Regions from separate parts of the Rattus norvegicus genome. Here region 2 is linked to region 1. Evidence: chromatin contacts called from public Hi-C data. All regions are on one chromosome and are shown on one strand. Each heading gives the region's core, a stretch centred on a gene start, on an enhancer-like site or on the middle of the called end of the contact. The rest is flanking DNA. Distances are from core to core; before and after follow the strand shown. Region 1 holds the start of Cdc42ep4 (CDC42 effector protein 4). Region 2 overlaps Sdk2 (sidekick cell adhesion molecule 2).

Region 1 (7,511 bases), core at 2,961-5,460:
TACTGAAAAAACCCTATCTAGAAAAAAAAAAAAACCAAAACGTATGTGTATGGGTGTCTTCCCTACATACGTGTCTGTGCACCATGTGTGTTGGATCCCACATACTGAAGTTACAGATGTTGCAGAATTCTGTGAGTTTGAGGCCAACCTGGTCTACAGAGCAAGTTCCAGGACAGCCAGGGATACAGAAAGAGAGAGAGAGAGAGAGAGAGAGAGAGAGAGAGAGAGAGAGAGAGACATAGAGAGACACACAGAGAGAGAAGTCGTTTGTAGTAATGCATTGAATAATGGATTACAGTAAGAACAGAGAGCTGTGTGTGTGTGTGTGTGTGTGTGTGTGTGTGTGTGTAGTAAACACACTGCAATTCATACACACAGTTGTCTAGAATCTGAGCGGGGGGGTTATTTGCTGGTATTTTGTGGGGTTACAGCATGCACTGTGCCAAAGAACAGGTGCTTGGTGTTCAGAACCAAGGCTGCGGGGGGGGGGGGGGGGCTATGGGAAACACCTTGGGTTCACTATGTGTATCTTGGGCGCTATACATTCAGACACCGCCTTTTACTACTAGTGGCAGATCTTTCCCCGCCCCCATGTTTACACTCTTCCATGGCGTCACCTACAGAAACAGAGGCCAGCTGCTGGCCTCCGGATAGTTCATTTCTTTGAAGAACTCTGTCTCAGCCTGTCTACACTCTTGACGATTCAAACTGTGAGTCAAACTCCCCATTGTCTCCAGGAGACCTAGGAGAGTCCTGTGTCTGGCTTCCTAGGAAGCGTGGTCACCTAGACCCCAGATGTGTCATGGGCCTGGAGCCTGGGCCGAAGAGCTCCCAGATGAGGTACTTTAACTCCACAATGGGGTCAGGGCAGACCCCGTCTTGAGCCCTCTGCACTACTTGGATGTCCTGGGAATTTTCCTAGATACTCTGCAGAGGTCCCTTAAGACCTTGGAGGTGCCCCCAGGTGGTTGCCAACAACTGGGAACTCCAGAGTTGAAAAGGTCTTTGTCCTGAGGCCAGAAAGTGAATAAGCCCAGAGCCCAGAGGACAGTGACAGTTCTTGACCTGGGTGACCCAGGCCACTCCAACCTCAAACTTCCAGACACCAGGGTCTCAGGAGGACGCTGTCACAGGATCTCGGGTCTGTTTTGTTTCAGTGGTGGAAGAGATGTGAAAATAAGTCTTCTCACGGGAAGGGGCTCTGAAGGCGAGCTGAATCCAAAATGGAAGCGAGATTTAGGGTTGTGTGGCTCCACGGCAGAGTGCTTACCTAGCGGGCACCAGATCTGGTTTCAATCCACAGCACTGCAAAGAAGGGACCAAACTGCATGGTAAACACCAGAGAAGACTGAGTGTGGTTTCCAACTTCTCTGTAAGGAATGGGATTAGCCAACCCATTTCAGGCTGCGGCAACAGAGGTGAAATAACGTCTCGCTGATAACAACTAGAGGTATGCCCCGGGCTCGGGGGCGGGCTTCGGAGGTACAGGCCCACACAGCTGCAGGAATCACGCATGCGCAGACTCCGAAGACAGGCTGGGACATAGGCCCAGGCCTAAAGGATTAGAGATCAGGTCACACCTTAAAGGTTCAGTTAAGACCTTAAGTCCCTCCCCAAACTCTGGGGCTTAGCACTTGCTAGTTTCCAGCTAGGCATTAGAGTTCCCAAAGTTAGTTGATTTCCCCCTGCCTGGCCACAGACGGCACCAGCCTAAAACAAATAAAAACAAAACCTCCCAAAACAAAAACAAAAAGTTGGGGTGAAATTTAAACCAGTGGAGTTTTAGGAGAAAGATCGCCGGGACTGGGTTGTAAACGAAGGGAGAAATTAGCATTTTCTTTTGGTCTTCCTCCCTCTGCTATGTTCTAAAAGGAGATGGTCTAGATCCCCCACAGAGCGGAATCAGCTTCCACCAGGCAATCTGAGGGCTGGGACCCAGGTGACTTTGTCTTCTAAGTGGGTGGGGGACAGGGACTTCTCCACTAACTTCAAATGTTTGTGGAAGGAGTTTGAATTTTAATAAAAAGAGAGGCCAAAACAAGGAAGGCAAACTTAGGATCAAGGAAAATCCTGCAATAGCGACCTGAGAAGGTGGAGCCTGAGGGGTCCCTCTTCCTAGACTACCCTGCCGTACCCTTTTCTCTAACCGGGGTGGACAGCTGGCTCTTAAGGTGGGCTGGCATTCCCAAATGCTTTACTGGACATGAAATGAGGGAGAAGACTGAAAAAAATCAGAAAAGCACTTATGAATCAAATTAAAGCTAACAGATGAAAATCTCCTGGGACTCTAGGACCCCAGGGAGGCGCCAACAGGGAACCGCTGGGGTACTGTGGTACCATGGGGAAGGCCATCAAGAGCCTGCATCTACCAGAGTTAATCTGGGGAATGTTAACATTTGAACCAATAAGGGAGGCAAGGGGGTAGGGTGCTGTTCTGTGTTATAAATCCGAGGTGCGGTATGTGGAGGGCGGGGTAGGGATGCCTCTGCGGGCCCATTATGGGGCATCCTTCCCTCTAGGGTACTAGCCACAGTCTAGTGTAGAGTTTATTTAGGGCGTGAGGAAACAAGGTTGAGGGAGTAGAGACAGAGAAAGGCAGAGAGGGAGAGGGAGAAAGTAAAGGAGTAGAGGCCAGCCATGAACACGTGGGGAAAGAAGGGGAGGGGAATGGGGAGAGAAGGGACAGAGAGAGAGAGAAGGGAGAGAGAGGGAAGGGAGGGAGGAAGAACGAGAAGTGACGACTACTTTTATAGTGAGTGAGGCACATCTGGCTGTTGTAACTGCGGAGCCTAGAAGGAATGACAACAGGTGCTGTACCCATTTTAGAGATGTGAAGGCTTGTGGGCCAGAGAGGGGTAGAGTTGAAGGTTTAAGCCGGAAGCAACCCAAGTCTCTCCAACTGGTTTGTCCTAGCACCCTGTTATAGCCACCTCTGACCCACAGCCCTGACTCTAACACTGCTCTCTATTCTGAACCAGGTTTCTCCTTCCTCTTGACAACCTCCAGGTGAAGTTGGGTCAGGGACCCACACAAGGCCGGTCAGACTAAGGGGAGGTGGTATAGGTTCCCTGTGGTAACCCAATCAGGGTCAGAACCCCAGGGATATCTCCGTCCCAAGTTGCTGTGGACCCCGTTTTTTAGTTTCACTAATTTGACATCTCTTTTGGTTGTTGGTAGTGCTGGACTTGAACGCAGTGTGAGCTAGCCTCGTGCTCTGCAGCGAGAGCTAGACCCCTAGACTAGGCACTAAACTTTTAGATTTGATTTTCACAAAGCATGGACAGTTGTCTTTGTGGATAGACCGGGGTTGCGGGGAGGTGAGATCCTGAGAGACAGGTTTTCCAGAGGACAGTGAAGGAGCTGAGAGACCGCGAGGCAACGCTGAGGAAAGGAGGCTGGGGCCGCGGCCTACACCAACTCCACGCCACCAACTCCACGCCCGCTTCCTTTAAGTACTTAGGGAACTTTCACTTCGGCCTGGCTCCGTTTCCTCTTGACTATTTCACCGCCGGCTTTTATTTCTTTTAATGGTCATTCATAGCTGGGGCTTCCTCCACAAAGAGAGCTCCGCAATAGTTGCAAGTATCCGGCCTAAGAACACGGGAGTTAATTCCAGGAGGTCTCCTGGGGCGGTGCTGAAGAGCCCGTGGTCACCAGACAGAGCGATCAAAGCCAGGTCACCTTGCTGAAAAGCCTCTCCACTGTCCAGTCCGGGTATGGACTCCGGAGGACCTGCTTCTCCCGCGCTCCAGACGAGAACGGAATCCACGGAGCCCAAGCTCCTGCTCGTGCCCCCAGAGTCCCTGGTCCAGAAGTGAGTAACTGATCCTGGAGGAAGTTGTTTTCTTACCATTGTTCAAAACTGAAGAGCCTAGAGAGAGCTTCCCCTTGGGCCCTGGGGAGGAGATGCGCTCCTGTTTCTAGGGACCCTGGGTCGGGTTCCGCGGTAGAGCACTGGGGGCCGTGGGGGCGCAACTCCTAGAAACGAGACCTGCTCTGTCCACCTTCACAAGAGCTTGTAGGGGCTTTTAGATTTGAACCTGGGAGGCCGAGCAGCCGGACTGAGTTCCGTGACAGCCATTGGCTGCGGCGGCGAAGTGACATCAGCGCGGAGGGGTGTGGGAGGGAGGGCTGGGAGGAGCCTGGGAGGGGAGTGTCCCAGCTTCTAGCACACTCGGAGCCCCGGGAGCCAGAGGAAACAAACGCCGGCGCTGCCATGGGTCGCCAGCCTTGCCGAGGCGCCAAGCACACTGAGGGGAGCACACAGCCGCACCTGGTCCGTGCTCGGGGAGCTGGGGGCCGAGGTAGGCGATGAGCATCCGTTTGTGGCCCTGCGGCCGCGTGAAGCCTGGGTAGGCTCGAGACCCCTGGTGACGTGGAGAAGGTAGAATAACCGGGGATCGGGAGGACGAGGACCCTAGAGCAGGGCGCACACACACATACACCTCTCTGGACCCAGCGTAGGTAGACTGGGACCAGACCCAGAGCCACATACCGTGTCCCAGAAAATCGTTTGCGGAGGAGGGGGTAACAACAGGGCTCAGGGGGTAACAACAGGGCTCAGCGTCGCCAGGACTCCCGGATCTGGCCACGAGAGCTGCTCGGGGTGGGGTGAGTGGGCAGGTTTTAAAGGTCCACCCCCTCGCGCAGGAATGGGGTGTGTTGCCGTGGGCAGGCACACAATCGTCTCGGCGGTCGCCCCGAGGGGGGCGTGTGCGCACAGACTTCTCCGTGAACAACAGCTGAGTTCGTCTGTAGTGGCAAAGGGGTGTACGCGTGCTCTCCCGCTCGTACACACACTGCAGTAGGCGCGCGCCACCCGGTGTCGCCCGGCCCGGGAGAAAGGAGGGCAGGAGCCGGCTGGAAGGCAATCGCCTAACGAGCAAATACTCCCCGCCCGCCCGAGCCCTTCCCTCTCCCGCCCCGCCCGCCTCCCTCGGAAGACTTGGAGGCCAAGGCCGCAAGAGGCGCAGGCTCTTGTCGGCCGGGGTGGGGCTGGGCCGAGCTGGCTGTCCCTTTGAAACCTGGTACGAGGCTTTACGCTGGGCGACCTGCGCCCGCGCCCGGTACGCCCGGAGCGTGGTGCTCGAGGCTTGTTCAGGGGCGAGTAGGTAGCGGTTGGTTAATGATTTAACCGCTCGCTTGGGACGTTGAAGCTGAGATCCTGGTCTCTGGCTCCTCCCCATTCCTGGAGCGCCCCCAGCCGGAGGAACAGATCTGCCCTTCTGTGTCTGTGGCGTCGCCTGTTGGAGCTGCCTCTGCCCGTTGGGGTCTCCTGGTTGCTGTGGGTGAGTGTCCCAGACCGTCGGGGTGGATGGCGGTTGAGCTTCCTGGGAGAAGACCGTAGGACTTGCGTGTGTGCCTGAGGGGGGAGGGGCGCTCCCTCTCTGTTAACTCAAACCAGGTTCCTTGTGTTTGCCCAATGAAATACTGCTGCCTGGGCTTCGGAAGTTTTCTTTTTCTTCCAGGGAGAATGAAAAGGAAATACAATGCTTTCTCTTTTCTTCTTGGCTGGGAACTTCTCCCCCCTCCAACAGTCTCACCTCTTGCAATCTGACCGGCTCCCAGGTCCCTCCCTGGGCCGACAGCTCCCATTTTTTTTTTTGCCTAGGTAGTTGAGCAGTTGAATGAGGAAAGAGCCCTTGTGCGTGTCTTTACTTTGAAACCTCTTGTCTATTCTCGCTGGAGCGGTTGGGGTACTTTTCATCCTTACCCCCAGCAACCATCTGGACCAAAGATCTGGGGAGCATAAACAATGAGAGGCCCCTGGCAGGGGGCCTCTCCCTTGCAACTTCTTTGCCCCGTCTGGGTTTCCCGCAACGCCTGCTGCAGCTCTCCCGCCCCTTTCTGAGGCCAGGCTGGAGGAGGGGACCACCACTGGGGATGGAGTGAATTTTAAAGAACAAAGAACAGGGCCCACAGCGTGGGGAAACTCAGCTACGGGTTTCTCCCAGAACTTGCGGGTGGGGGTTGCGGGGGGGCTGTGCTGGAGCAGAGCCAGGCCTCTGGGCAACCCGAGGGCCGTTGGCAATAATGGGGCATCCACTTGAGTCCTGGAAGCTCCTATCCATGCTGGGGAGCTGCTACGGTGCGGAGTGTGGGAGGACCATGTGCTACCAGCTCTGATCAGCTGCTTGTATGTGACTACTGATTAATACGGTTTATCTCCTCTGCGAGCAGGGACTTTGCCCCTCAACTATTTCCCACTGTGTGGAACCTTGGGAGATACAGGAGGGGAACTTCTCAGGGCTCCCGGTGATCGATCTTAGCACAGGCTTCTAGGAGCTAGATGCTAAAGCGAGCCTGCTCCCAAACAATCTCAATTTGGGGTTGTCTGGGCCCCTGTGGTAACTGCTCAGGGTTCACAGGGGAGCTCTTGCTTACTTGAGGTTGGACTGCCCATGCTCTGTCTGTACGCTCATGCTGTTCCTTTGAACATTGCTTCCATATTCTGGGGTTCAGTCTCCCTCCTTTTCTGAACCCTCCTCTCCCCCTTCAGTTTGTGGCTCACACGTGCCCGCTCTCGCCAACGATAGCGCGCCCAACCGCCTTTTTGAAACTGACAATCCAAGCTTCCCAGCAGGAAGTCTCAAGCAAAGGGAGGGTTTTCCTCCATAAAGCAGTGGTCCCAGGGGTGGTCTCTTACTGACCTGAGGGATCCTACACCCTCTTTTCAGAGCCTTTTCCAGGAGAGCCTGGGTTGCTTGTGGTTCAGGAACACTCCCTCCGGCCCCCCAAAATGATTTCTATGGCCGGGACAAGCTGTGCCCAGCTGTGGCAGGCATGGTGTTTGATGTTGGTGTCTCCTTCTCTTCCTCTTTCCCTTTATCCCTGCCTCCCCCTTCCCTTGAAGTTTGGATGGAATTGGCAGAGGAGGAGGGTCTGCAAGCCAGCATCCTGGATAGCCTCGGAGTAGCCGCTCCAGCTGTTCTGTTTAGGACAACCATCCCACAGCCTCAGCCCCACAGACACTTAGGCGCTTGCTCCTGACGGGGGAGGGAGAATTTGTCCCTCAGAAGAACAGAGGAGTTGGGTTGATGCCAGCGATAAGGCTGGGGAGTGGAGAGAGCGGTTGAGCAATCTCACCCTGGCAGTTGAGCATGGACCTGAGCTATGGTTAGGTCTTCTGACCTAAGGACTGGAAGCTTCTCCCCAGCCTTGGAGGAAAGGACCAGGTCCTAGAGCCAGGGCACACCTCAAGTGATAGTTTAGCAGAAGTCCCTTGACAGCTGACTCCAGCTAATACTTCTGAAGTGCCTCTGGGACACTCAGCTATCCTTGAGCAGGGCCTGGGACAGTCACTGAGGGAGGGACAGGAGAGTGTGACTAAAAGTAGCCCTGCCTAGTGGGGAAAGTTCAGCCATTAGTGACCCACATTCCTACTCCTGATACTGGTGAAGCCCCAGCTTAAAGTGGGCTCCTGGAGCCTCAGGCTTCCTTTCAGCTGAGGAGCACTAGAGCCCTTCCCTGTGCCCCACACGCTGCTAGCACGCCACTCCTGCTTGGGGTGG
Region 2 (7,082 bases), core at 2,352-4,851, 57 kb before region 1:
CCATTGGTTCACACAGATTTATTTCTGGGAAGTCCAGCGGAGGAACCTCACGGAGAGGGTGAAGACTCTCTTCCTGGCTGAGAACAGCGTGAAACTCAAGAACCTGACTGGTTACACGGCCTACATGGTCAGCGTGGCAGCCTTCAATGCTGCGGGGGATGGGCCACGGAGCACCCCGACCCAGGGCCAGACTCAGCAAGCAGGTAGGGAGAAGTCTTGGAGGAGGTCATTTTGTGGGGACAAACTGGTGTCCACACCTGGTGTCAGAGCTATCTCAGGCAGCCCGGGGACTGGGTTCAGATACCCAGGCCCTACTTCCAGACTCCCTGTGGAAAGAGCCCAGCCTGCAAAGAAGGCTGTCTGTGGAGGGAGGGAGAGAGAAAGACAGAGAGGAGAGAGAGAGAGAGAGAGAGAGAGAGAGAGAGAGAGAGAGAGAGACTGACTCTTCACTGGGAACCTTGAGAAAGTCGCCAGATCTCACCTAGCCTGTTCTGCCCACCTTGTCTCAGCCTCTGGCACAGCCACCACCCCTGTTTGGCTCCCTCCTTTCTTCTGTCTCCCACCCCACGTTCATTGTCTTCTGTGAGCCCACACTTTTGCTTCATGCTGGTGATGAAACAATGATAAAAAGCAAAACAAACAAACAAACAAAATAAGTAAGGCTGTACCCGGGTGGAACATCAACAAGCACAGATGAGCAGCCGGGAGGTCGAGGAGGGGGGCTGGAGGGAGGGGGAAGGGGCCGGGAGATGGGGGAGGAGCTAAGGGGAGCAGGGTGGCAGGGTGTAGTTCACTTTGGACAAACCTGGCCAAGATGGCTACACCTGGATGAGATTTGAGCCAGGGGAGACCAGCTGTGGGAAGTTCTGGAGACAAGCAGGAAGCAGAATTCCTGTCAGAAAGACCAGCAGGAGCAGAGGCTTGGGGGCTGAAGGGGATTAGAGGAACAGAACCCGGTGCTTGACAAAAGAAGTGAAATGAGACGGAGTCCCCAAGGGTCTGGAGAACAGGATTTGTGTTCGGTGTGATGAGGAGACACAGAAGGGTTTGAGCTGTTATGCTGGCTCAGTGGTTAAGAGCACTGGCTGCCTTTTCTAAAAGACCCGGGTTCAATTCCCAACCCCCACGTGGCAGCTCATTACTGCCTGCAACTCCAGTTTCGGGGAACCTGATACCTTCACACAGACATTCAAGCAGGCAAAACACCAACGTACATGAAGTAAAAGTAAGTAAGTGAAAATTTCAAAAAGAATTAGATCTTTCATGTTTTGAAAAACTGGCTCTCCCTTCCGGGCTGAGAGTCTGGAGGGAGACATCAGAGAGAGGCGAGGAGGACTAGACCCAGGCAGTGTGGAGGAAGGGGAGCGGTTAGAGATCCTCTTGTATTGGAGTGTACGAAGCCACTTTTTGGTCAGTGTCACACTGGGTTCCCCTAGAAGTCCCAAGGAGTGAGCAATGTAGTGTCTTCTCTGTTTAAGAACAGAGGCATCCCAGAAAACATGCTTTTTGTTCATGGTCCCCTGGTAGGTCACAGGGGAAGGACAGGTGCTAGAACGGAGGACACCTGAGAGGATTCAGGAGATTTGTTTCTTTTTTATCCCCCCAATGTGTCAACCTCCAAAGCTATGAATTTCTCATCGGCAGATTCAACCAACCCAGAAAGGAAAATATTCCCCAAAATTGCTTCTGCCTGGGGGTGGCGGCAGCACAGACCTGTAATCTAAGCACTTAAGAGGTGAAGACGAGAGGAGCAAGAGCTCAAAGTCAGGGCTGGGGAGATGGCTCAGCAGTTCCAGCACTGCTGCCCTTCCAGAGGGCCAACTTCCATTCCCACAACCCACCCTAAGTGTCTCGCAACCACCTCCAGCCTCGATTCCAGGGCACCCGAACCCTTTTGTCTGACCTCCACGGGCATGTACACACATGTGACATACACACAGACACACAGGCACATAAATTAAAAAAAAGAATCACCTTTAGCTACACAGCAAGTTCAAGACTGCCCTGAGCGAAGGGAGAATGTCTCAAAAAAACAAACAAGCAAATGAAAATGTATCTATACTGGACATGTTCAGACAGCCCCGAATAATAACTATTTTGTAAATAGATACAATACTGTTTGCATTGTATCAGGAATCTTAAGTAACCTAGAAAGGAGTTAAGGCATGTGGGAAGGGCTAGACGATATCTCAGTGGTACCATAGTTGCCTAGCCTGAGATGTCCTGAGTTCAAATGCCACCACCACAGATAAGGGGGAGGGGTACATAGAAGGATGCCTGTAGCTTATGCCAAAATGGCATTCTATATGAAGCAAGCAAGCATCCTCAGATTTTGTTAGAATAAATTGCCTGTGGATACAGAAGGCAACAGTGCAGCCTTCTGCCCTGCCTCCAGAAAGCAGCTTCTCCAGCCTAATACCTTTCCGACTGCCACCCCCACTAGTCTTAGGAGCCGTAGAAAGCAAACTACCAGAGACAATTCATAACTGGGATCCTCTCTGGGACAATATTCCGCTCCAGGGGAGCCTTTCCCTCCACTGACTCTCCCCACCCCCATCTCCAACCCCAGGTCAGCCAGAGGCTGACTGAGCTTGGGTGTGCTAGCCATCCATCTGCCTGCCTGCCCATCTGGAAGACACTTCATCAGTGTCACTGGTCAGATATGAGCCCACCCCAGGAGCCTAGAAGCTTCCGGCTCTGTAGCAGTGGGACAGAATGTCCTGTCCCACGTCCTTCTAACCCCCTAGTGTGTTGAGGGGGAGGGCAGGAAAGGGCCCTGAGTTCACCTCCCTCCTTCAAAGACAGCCGGGGAGATGGAGCCGGAAGCTGTCAAGATTAGTTCTGGCCTGGTGGGAGGCAGCACTGGACAATAATAGCCTAGCCATCCACCCAACCAGATTGGGATGCTGGGGGGTGGGGGTGCTTCCTGTCTTGCCTCTTTGCCCTCCCATTTCCCAGCCCCCCCACCCCCACCACACACACCGGAATCTTCCAACCTTATGTTTTCAGAGTTACCCCAGGGGTCTCAGAACAAGAAAACATCTCTCTTCCAGAGGATCTGGCTGTCCTTGGTCTGGCTCCTGCTGACAGCGTGATGTCTCTAGGCAAGCCCTTGCAACCCAGGAATGAAAGGAAGGCCATGTCTCCGGAGTTCTGATGTCTCCTTTAGCGCCCACTCTGTATATGAGGCCAAGGCATACGACCCACTCTAGTGGGGTGCTGAAAAACACACCCCATGGTGTCAAGAAATGACCTCGCCCCACAGTGAACCCTCAAGGGTCATCCATTGTAATGCAGTGCCTGGTCCCATGCTCCTAGCCAGGGCTCAGAGCCACCTAGGAGAAAGTCCAGATTCACCATCTTTAAGGTCTTTTTCTCAGTGCCAGAGCCTTTGCTATTAGACAGCTGAGTGCTAGTGACGGCAATGGAGGAGGAGAAAGTTCGGGGGCCTTAGCTGACCCTTTCTGCCTTCATCTTTTGCCTAGCCTCGCTTTCTCTTCTTCCCCGGGCATGGACCCAAGAGCTCCTGCTAGTTGCTTGGAGCCCGACCTGAGACTCTGCGCTTCCACAGAAAGAGAAAAACAAAAAGCCCTTTGCTGTCTCTCCACAGCCCCCAGTGCCCCAGGCTCAGTCAAGTTCAGCGAGCTGACCACTACCTCAGTGAATGTGTCCTGGGACGCCCCACAGTTCCCCAACGGTCCTCTGGAGGGCTACAGGCTGGTGTATGAACCCTGCACCCCAGTGGATGGTAAGTGTTGATCTCCCACATTCACTCTCCTGAACTCTCCCCTTTCGAGGGCTGGTTTGCACCCCGAGCCCACCCCATGACCACTACTCAGCAGTTAGAATTGGTGAGGGTCTTCCCGTCTTATGAATGGGGAGACTGAGGCTTGACCCAGGGGAGGGGTGTTTCTGATAGAAAAGCATCTGAGGGCAGAGTGGAAACAGCGTCATAGGGCTGCCATCTCCTGTGCAGGAAGGGGGCGGGGCTGGGGGGGTCCTGTAGTATAGACATCCCGTTCCATAAACTGAGTCAGGAAGAGAGAGAGAATCCAAGCAAAACACAGTTGCCCAGGAATGGACAGGACCCCAAAGAAAAGAATCCCCTGGTGTTCTCCTGTTATCCTGGGCCACGGTCAAACCTCAGGGTTCTCAGCACACCCCCTTTGGAGGGTCGGGACCCTTTTTAGAAATCTAGTCAAAGCCTGGATCAGGGAGATGCATCTACCACACTCCTGCTCTGCAAATGACTGTCCTAGCCCAGGTCATCATCTGCACATCTTCAGACTCTTTTCTCCCTCTCCACCCCTGCCCTTCCCGGGCTCTCCACCCAGACCCTGATCCTCCCTGGGGTTCTCAGAAGGGCTTGAACTGGCAACCTTGCCTGTTGGCAACAGGTACCTGCCAGCTTTCTCACCCAGTACAGCCCAGTGACAGCTGATAGGAACAAGCCAGGGGTGAGCATTCGTCCCCAGAAGTTACCACAGTTTTATCTCCACAGCTACCTGAAGAGAACTCACAGGCAAGAAATAGGCTGGGCTTCTCAGTGGCTGGGGCTGCTTACAACAAGGCATAGGGATAAGACTGCCCTAGAAGTGACACCCGGTGGCAGGAAGTGACCACCATTTCTGTGGACACACCAGAGAGAGAGAGAGAGAGAGAGAGAGAGAGAGAGAGAGAGAGAGAGAGAGAGAGACTCCTAGCACTGGAGCCTGGTAAAAACAAGGGGAGAGCCTGGGAACATTAGGCAGCTCCAGTTCTGGGTCAGTGCGGGAGAACAGTGGTCCTCAGTCTTGTTTGCCACCACCAGGGTGCCAGCAGCCCATCCTGCAGAGCAGGGCTGTGTCAAAACCAAAGGGGAGGCAGGTCCTGGAAAGAGACGCAGGCAGGAATGGGGCTAGGTCAGAGGTCAAGAAGACAAGCTGCAGGGGACCTAGACAGGCTCTTGTCCCAGCGGTTTCTACCTGACCTACCCAGAGACCTCCCACTTGGAGAAATGTCGTCCTTGGCCTCTCATGATCTTATTCCATCAGAGTCTAGACTGTGTGTCCTTATAGGTTCCTGAGTAAGGGTCTCCATTTAGAATGGGTCACTGCAGCAGGCCAGCAGTCCCCTCTTTTCTTATAGAGAAAGCCAAGGTGCAGGCCAGGAAGGGGTTTGCTCAGCAGTATCAAAGAGAACTCACTCAGTAAGTGAAAGGGGTTAGAGGCGAGGCTCCACTGGTACAGTGGTTCCCTGGCACGCACACAGTCCGGGGTCCCATCCTCAGCACCACATATGCTGGCCATGGTGGCTCAGGCCCATAATTCCAGCACTCAGGAGATGGCGGCAGGGAGATGGGACATCAGAGAGTCCTCAGCTATACAGTAAGTTTGAGGCCAGTTTGCATCACTAGAGACCCTGTCTCAAAAATAAATATGGCCTAGAGATGCGGCTCAGGCGTTTAGGGTCCTGGCTGCCGCCCCAGAGGGCCAGTTCCCAAGCACCCACATGGCAGCCCACAGAGGTGTATAACTCCAGTTTTAGAGAATCCAATACCCTCTTTGGCCTCCCTGGGCACCAGGCATGCAAGTGGTACCCAGACATGCATGGTAAGCAAAATATCCACTGCTCCACTCTTCTCCCTCCTGGGCCCGATGCCGGATTATTAGCATCTAAGCAAAAAAGGGAGGGGGGAGTAGCAGGCAGAGGTGGTGCACGCCTTTAATCTTAGTACCTTGGCAACCAGAGGCAGGTAGAGCTCTGAGTTTGAGGCCAGTTTGGTCTACAGAGCAAGTTCCAGAACAGCCAGGGTCACGGAGAAACCCTGTCTCAAAAACCAAAAAGGGAAATAAATAAATTAATTAATTAATTAAAAAAGTAAATGAAGTACTTACTATGTGTTTGGATGCTCCTGACCCTCTGGCTTGTTGGAAGAATGAACCAAAACCATATATATATGTATATGTACATCTATATGTACATATATATGCATTATATACGCACACACAGATATGCACTTTCTCTAGTTTCGAGGGAATTCACACACACACACACACACACACACACACACACACACACTATAGAACAAACTTCAGGACTTCGGCAGGTTCTGTGGTGACCAGTAGACACCTTCTATAAGAGAGCAAAGCCTGGTCCTGACTCCCAGGGAGATGACTCTGGGCTTGGGAAAGTGCAGAGCACACAGAACCACCTGTGGAAGCCCCCATCCCACCCCTGACTGCCATGACCCGAGGTGCTAAAACTTCAACCCTAAAAGCCCCATGGTTACAGATGATGGGGCCCCTGGAGCTGGGCTCTCATTGGCCAAGAAGAGCATGAAGATAGGACTGGGGTGGAACTGGGCTGGGATGGGGGTTAGAGTAGTCAGCAGGTGCCATTCCAGCTCCACGAGTCTTTTCTCCTGAGCCCTCTTTCAGAGCCGTGTTCCTGACACAATGTTGGCAGCCTGTGGGCTCCCATGACAGACAGCTCAGCTGATTTCAAGAGACGGAGGCCACAGCACCACCTCCCAGTAGCTGCCAGTGGCCTTGGTGGCCCTGTTCCCACCAGCTACTGCAGCCCCTACTCACGCTCCTTCCCCACAGGGGTCAGCAAGATTGTGACAGTGGACGTGAAGGGGAACAGTCCACTGTGGCTAAAAGTGAAGGATCTGGCCGAGGGCATGACCTATCGTTTCCGAATCAAAGCCAAGACCTTCACCTACGGGCCTGAGATTGAAGCTAACATCACTACGGGCCCTGGAGAAGGTAGGAGAGAGGGGACGTCACACTGTCCTTCGCACCACATCCCCGGGGTCCAAGTGAGAGAGACCCAGGAGGTCTAGAGCTAGCTCTGAGGACAGTTGGAAGCTTACTTACCCCTCCATCTCCTGCCCCAAGGCTCCTCTCTCTCCTCCTCCATGCTCCATTCTCCTTCTTCTTGACTCCTCCTCCCTCCACTGTCCCTCCTCCAGGCTCCGCTCTTGTCCTCATCCTGGGCTTGGTTATTAACATCCAAGTCCCTGGGCTATTCCAGCCTGAGCCTGGACTGACCCAGACCCTCTCACCCCACAGGCCCATACACACTTCCCAGGCTGTCAC

The links. A called contact is a pair of places that touch in the nucleus more often than the background predicts.
Region 2: a Hi-C map of prefrontal cortex shows a contact between it and region 1, with 4 times the contacts expected there. The contact joins the enhancer-like site here to the promoter of Cdc42ep4 in region 1. A contact is called at or near these places in 10 of 12 Hi-C or Micro-C datasets (the Rat2 cell line, Schwann cells, frontal cortex and 6 more) and 1 of 1 datasets of contacts at active chromatin or transcription factors (oligodendrocytes).

What each region holds. Positions count from the first base shown.
Region 1 is chr10:99,293,041-99,300,551 of GRCr8, reverse strand. Cdc42ep4 (CDC42 effector protein 4) reads left to right here and starts at 4,210. Exons shown (of 2, transcript NM_001107063.3): 1 at 4,210-4,304.
Region 2 is chr10:99,349,965-99,357,046 of GRCr8, reverse strand. It overlaps Sdk2 (sidekick cell adhesion molecule 2), which reads left to right. Exons shown (of 44, transcript NM_001413325.1): 36 at 17-203; 37 at 3,611-3,748; 38 at 6,588-6,749. LOC102547853 (a long non-coding RNA gene) reads right to left here. Exons shown (of 4, transcript XR_005490530.2): 1 at 6,861-7,082. Among named protein-coding and RNA genes, the nearest start is that of Cdc42ep4, 57 kb to the right of the region's middle. Within about 2 kb of position 3,601, at least 43 of the 93 cell types and tissues checked have an H3K27ac peak or open chromatin away from gene starts, as enhancers often do. A contact at or near this core is called in prefrontal cortex, where this site is marked.